Linked DNA regions of Bos taurus: region 1 is linked to region 2. The links are chromatin contacts, called in public Hi-C maps. All regions are on one chromosome and are shown on one strand. Each heading gives the region's core, a stretch centred on a gene start, on an enhancer-like site or on the middle of the called end of the contact. The rest is flanking DNA. Distances are from core to core; before and after follow the strand shown.

Region 1 (2,851 bases), core at 79-2,578, 130 kb before region 2:
CTCAAACAAAAAGTCTTCTGAGAAAATGAAAAGGAGAAACAGCGACATGTATGAATTCAAAACAAAACAGTACTGTAATATGGCAAAATATCATAAAAAATAGCAGCATATGAAATTCAAGACTATTTTCTTAAAGCGAATGTTTAAGACTGAACCGTAGAAACAGTACTTGGTCAAACTGGTCTGTTATTCAACACCTGAAACTAACGATGTTTTTTAGAGAGGAGCTTATGTTTTTGACATCCCCATGATTAAATGTATACTCAAATTTGTGCTTAAAACATGTATTGCACAGACAGTAGAATAACAACATTCTGGTATCTCTAACACAAAATGGTATGCTATTTAGCACATTAACTTATGCTACTAAAAATTAATTTTATCCCAATTGTTTAAAACCAATCACATAGGACTTTTACGCACATTAATCTCAAAACATTCCTAAACAAGATGAACACTTGAATACAGGTTACTAGTGACAAAAAGCAGAGGCTACAACCACATGACTGAGGGCAGTATCTTTACATATAAACGAGGTCTTCCACTGATTCAAATATAGAAGAACTATTTACAACATTTTGACAAGAAAATCAGGCCTCCAAGAAATTTCATACCAAATAATTTTCACTGAATAAAAAGCAATGACTGTGCTGCACATCTTGACTAAGATTTTACAAACAAATGTCCAAGATCTACCTATCTGAATTCTAACTCTCCCCTTTTCTCCAACAGTACAACCCACAACCCTCACTAACAGTTCAATAATACCCTCTCTATGCAAAATGCACTGCTCACCTTGAGATCCAGAGCAACAAAAATGGTTATCGTTTCAAAACTGTCCACACTGTAGTATAAATTTTACAGCACCACAGACATCACGAGTTTAGACATCTTTGTCTGGCAATATTTCAGTCAATAATATTAACCAGTAAGAATGTGTAGAGACTGAACATCTAATAGGAAGTCACAGTAGCATTTTTAAAACAACCAAAGTAATTATAAGCATTTTTCATGTTTTAAATTGTGAAGCGGCTAAACTGTCAAATTCACTAGGAAAAAGTGTCTCTCTCACACACACACACACACTGTTATCATCCCAATGAGAACAAAGCTTCAGACAGTTGATACTAACAGGGCATTTTTCTTTCTTTTTCTTTCTTTTAAAGAAATTACATTTAGTTTGGCCACTTGCTAGCTTCCTGGCTTACCAGCTTATAAAGAAGACAGCGACGAGGCAGGATATTCTACGCATTAAAACCCACTTCCCCTTTATCATCTTTGGCGAGAAGCCTTGTGAAAAGGACACTGAGGGCTGATGAGGCGGGTCAGGCTCCACGAGCTTCCACCTCACACGTCACTGACCGGAAGGCTTGCGTCATCCAAGTCCACGGGGTCACAATCTTGTTCCTGAGGGCCATTTTTACTTCGAGGTTTTAGCAGAGCTTGTTCGGTCACTTTGGAAGCTGGTTCTCTTGGAGAGACAGTCTGGACCTTGAAGTTCCCTGGCTTGACCTTGGCAAGAGATTCATAAAATCCTCGCTTCTCCATGGGAAAGCTTGAGACCAAAGAGTTGCTGCGAGAGGCTGTGGAATGTGGGGTGGCTGCTGCGGCACTGGCAGAGAGGAGAGCGTGTTTGGGCTCGGAAGGACTGTTGGAATGCTCCTGCAAAGAGGAGTGGTGGTCAGACACAGGCAATCAATAACGACAGGGTTAGTAACTCAGTGTGAGACTTTATTCTCTGAAAAACAAACAGAACAAGACACACACAGAGCAGAAGCATGAGCCGTGCAGCATACGTGTGCAAGTTCTTTCCCAAAGCAGTGCATTTTTAGGGGTGAGTTTAGAGCGATGACAGCCAACAACCATTTCCACTGAGAAACCAGTTCTGTCACCAAAGTCCAATCTGGCAGCTTTGACACTTCAAAGGCTCAGTCAGCCTAGACTGGAATGCAGTGTACCAACTGCAACTGAACTGTGTTTAACAGGGGGCCTATCAGCTTTACCATTTTTACTTAAGAGTTTATTCTCAATAAACAGTAGGAATTATCCCATATGTTTTAGAAAGATTAAACAATGAAAATGTAGAATATAAAAATAAAAGGCAATTATTTCTTTAATAAGCAGAATTAAACATTTTTCAAACCCATTATTTTATCTGGTAGCCTCATAAACTTAGTTTTTGCTTCCCTGATATCATAGTCCTTTTGCTTCTTATTTAACTGCATTTATTTATTTTTGCATATGGCACACATTCACATGGCTTGACATTTTAAAGAGAGCAAAGGGTACATACTTAAGCATTTATTAAAACTGTTATAAGATAATTTGAGTTGTGAGTATTCAACACGCTTCTGACTAAATCAAATCTGAAGTTAACCTTAAATATGACCATTCCAAATGCACTGCCATATAGTTCCTACTTCATTGTGTTCATTTGTGACATTGGTGGCTTTGAAAAAAAAAGGGCTATAAACAAACCACCAAAACACTACAGATTCCCATTACATGGCTAAATTTCACCTAAGAGCTAATAAGCCATGCAAACTATAGTAATATAGAGTTTATCCAATGCATGTGCACCTGTGAGTTTGTACATATTACCACAAAGGTGCATGTCAAGTGGTGTAGTATAAAAAAGTTCCCAAATACATGAAATACAGAAATCAAAATTCTTGTGGCAACTCAGGAAATTAAGCTTTAGAAAATAGACAGGACTTTTTAAATTAGTAAAGTTCTATTTTTTTTCCATTATTTTTTTAATAGACATATTCAACCTGATAACTATAGTGAAATAGTTTGCGTTAGTGTTGACAAAGTCAGTTACGATAACTGCAGAAGGCAGTTTGGTTAA
Region 2 (3,167 bases), core at 607-3,106:
GGAAGCATAATGAAGAGCCAGAAGAGACAGAGAGATGGAGTCATTGGCATCTCTGAGTGATGGAGCCAAAAGCTCATTGTGTCACAGAAACCCACAGACCCAACCACAAGTACTGGCCAGCTGGGCAGAACCCAGGGCATTGACCTATGAGAGGCACAATTACATTTCTGAAATAAATGCGAAGCTGGGAGCTAGTTAACTCAGCTTTCCACTGCCAGTGATCTGCTTTACAGAACTTGTGAAATACGGATTGATCCAGTGCCTGTCAAAGCCAACAGCGCCCCCAAGTGGGAGAAGCAACAATAACAGCATTGGCGCCAAGAACAGGATTGCTGGTGGGGGCGGGCTGAGGGCTAGGGGGCAAGTGCCCAAGGACGTGTGTGTCGTGAGTACCGTTCAGGACTCCACCCTCCCCGTATCGATCTTGTTAGCTGACAAGTCTGAACGTGCAGAAGGGTTACCAGAATAAGTCCTTTATTTTATTACCTAAATTAAACAAAACCTTTGTTAGGCTCTCCAAGTTTATGTTTCCCACGACCACAAGGAATAAATCCCCACTGAGGAAATAAAGAAGATGAAATTTTGTGTTTGTTAAAGAAAAGCAGTTCCTCCCACACTGTAGTGGACCGCATCCATGGCCCCAAATACACAGCCTTTTCCTGCAGGAACTCCAAAGTGTCTTTCCTGCCCCTTGACTTTGATTTTGATCATGTGACTTGCCTTGGCTGATGGGATGTTAGCGGACATGAGGTGGCTGAAGGTTTGAACAGCACAGGTGCAACTGGGCTTGCCCTCTTACCCTCTGCTGTCACCACGACAAGGACATGCCCAGGCTAGTCGACTGTCTCAGGAACACGACAAGGGGCTAATGGAGCAGATGAAATTCACAGTTGAGCTGAGCCTATGTGGACTGAGCGCCTAGGTGCTCTAGGCCTAGGTGATTGCCTAGGTGGGACACCAGTCATTGGCTGACAGAGCACAGGGCTGACATTCCCCCAAATCGAAGGCCAGGATTAGTACTTAAAACTGCTGCTCAGGCTATAAAGATACATCTCTATTCATTGAGCATCTAACTATTTGCCAGGAACAACACTGATCATTTTCAGTATACCATCTGATTTAATCCTCCAGCTTGCTCTTCAAGTGTGTGTGTGTGTGTGTGTGTGTGTGTGTTGGTTGTTCAGTTGTGTCTGACTCTTCGTGACCCCATGGATTGTAGCCCTCCAGGGTCCTCTGTCCATGGAATTCTCCAGGCAAGAATACTGGAGTGGGTTGCCATTCCCTTCTCCAGGGGATCTTCCCAACCCAGGGATCGAACTTATGTCTCCTGCATTGCAGGTGTATTCTTTACCATCTGAGCCACCAGGGAAGCCTTAAATCTACAACTCTTCAAGGGAGATGATATTATCACCATTTCACAGATGAGGAAACTGAAGCTCAAGGAGGTTAAGCCACTGGCTAAAGGTCACAGAAAGAGTGAATGTAGGACAAGGAATTTCAACCCTGTCAAATAAGACTGCTGTGGTGATGCTAGTGGTAAAGAACCCGCCAAGAGCCCGCCTGCCAGTGCAGGAGACATAAGAGATGTGTATTCAATCCCTGGGTCAGGAAGATCCCCTGGAGGAGGGCATGGCAACCCACTCTAGTATTCTTGTCTGGAGAATCCCATAGACAGGGGAGCCTGGTGGGCTACAGTCCATAGGGTTGCCGAGAGTTGGACACAACTGAAGCAACTTAGCATAGCACAATAGTCCTAAAGCCCAGCACCAATGGCCATCACCCCCAGGCCACCACCCCCAGCTTAGCTAAGTGCCAATGGCCACCACTCCCAGCTTAGCTCAGCGATTTCGCAAACCGAGTCCCAGAGACCTCTGCCCCTGTGGCCCAGTCACCATCCTCAGGTTTCTGGATCAGTTTGCCTATATTCCCAGGCCCAGCTCCAGCTCCTGGCCCTGGCGCTAAGGAACACAACAAACTTTGGCAAAAATCCTAAGATTTCTTCAGGGCTCTAACCAAACAGAATATAAAATAAATTCAAATTTGTTTAAGGCCATGAGTAGCCAGTGCCAAAAATAGCAACTCATAGCATTCAACTTTTTTTTTTTTTAAGCTGGGTTCATCCGAGAATTTGGAGACCAAATCCAGATGGGTTTCGGTTTATTCACGTGTGCAGTACCATCATCTGTGGGGTGGGGGGCAACAGAGAGAGGCTGGCTGGTGGGTCTAGAAAGAGAAGACGTGGCTACTTGCTCAGTAAACGTGGAACCAGGAGCTCTTCTGGGCCAGGTGCTGCCCAGGCACAGCCCACACTCAGGTAGATCAGACTGAGTGCTCACAAGGCAGATGCCACCGGTCCAAGGAAGTAGCAGCAGCCAGGCAGGTCCAAAGGGCCAAGGAAATGAAGTGTTTCTTTGGCAAAGAGCTCCAGCTCTGCTTCCCCAGGAAAGGCAGGAAAGAACTTGTAACCTAGAGAAGTGATGCTCCAAGCCATCTGCTTAGAACACTCTGGGAGGGACCAGGGAGCCGGCTTCTCCCCCTGCTGGACATGCATGTTCCTGGGGATGCGAGTTCAAACTCTGAGCGGGGCCATCTCGCTGTGTTTGTCAAGAATCCAATTGATAAACTCAGAATCCTCTTAGGGTCCAAAGTTCCCAGTACAAAGGAAAATCTGGGGGAAAAAATTCTCCGTTTCTCTGGACTTTTATCACCACCCACAGACGTTCTCAAAGGAAGTTTTCACCCTGACCCTGTCCATCCTTAAGGGCTGGTCCCAAAGGCAGCCTTTTTGCAAATACCCAGGACAGCCCACCTGCCCAACCAGTGTGGCCCAAGTACTGGGCACTTCCCAGAAGGGCAGTTCACCCTGCCGTGGGCCTTTGAGCTTCCTACCTGTCTGGGTTCTTCAGAACTTCATCAAAGTCTATGTTGGCAGCCTTGCACATCTGGGAGAGCCCCAGCAGGTCTCCCGAGAAAGGCTGTCTGGGGAAACGCCACCGGTTGGTTGAGCCAGCGATTCGGCGTTCCAGCCGGGGTTTCTGCTGCTTGGGAAGCAAAGAAAGAAAGAATGTCTTTTTCTTTTAACCTCTCATAAATACCAGATTTTCCAAACTCTACAACAGAAAGGAAATTTAAGACAAAATTTAAAGAGCTGGTTAATTTTCAAAGCT

What was found. A called contact is a pair of places that touch in the nucleus more often than the background predicts.
Region 1: a Hi-C map of liver shows a contact between it and region 2, with 4 times the contacts expected there. The contact joins two enhancer-like sites. A contact is called at or near these places in 3 of 11 Hi-C or Micro-C datasets (blastocyst, liver and skin fibroblasts).

Annotation. Positions count from the first base shown.
Region 1 is chr26:42,257,703-42,260,553 of ARS-UCD2.0, reverse strand. It overlaps PLEKHA1 (pleckstrin homology domain containing A1), which reads right to left. Exons shown (of 13, transcript NM_001075593.1): 13 at 1,149-1,662. The coding sequence ends at 1,452. Among named protein-coding and RNA genes, the nearest start is that of HTRA1, 27 kb to the left of the region's middle. Within about 2 kb of position 1,328, at least 21 of the 102 cell types and tissues checked have an H3K27ac peak or open chromatin away from gene starts, as enhancers often do. A contact at or near this core is called in liver, where this site is marked.
Region 2 is chr26:42,123,705-42,126,871 of ARS-UCD2.0, reverse strand. It overlaps BTBD16 (BTB domain containing 16), which reads right to left. Exons shown (of 16, transcript NM_001038131.1): 3 at 2,890-3,038. Among named protein-coding and RNA genes, the nearest start is that of BTBD16, 4.6 kb to the right of the region's middle. Within about 2 kb of position 1,856, at least 2 of the 102 cell types and tissues checked have an H3K27ac peak or open chromatin away from gene starts, as enhancers often do. A contact at or near this core is called in liver, where this site is marked.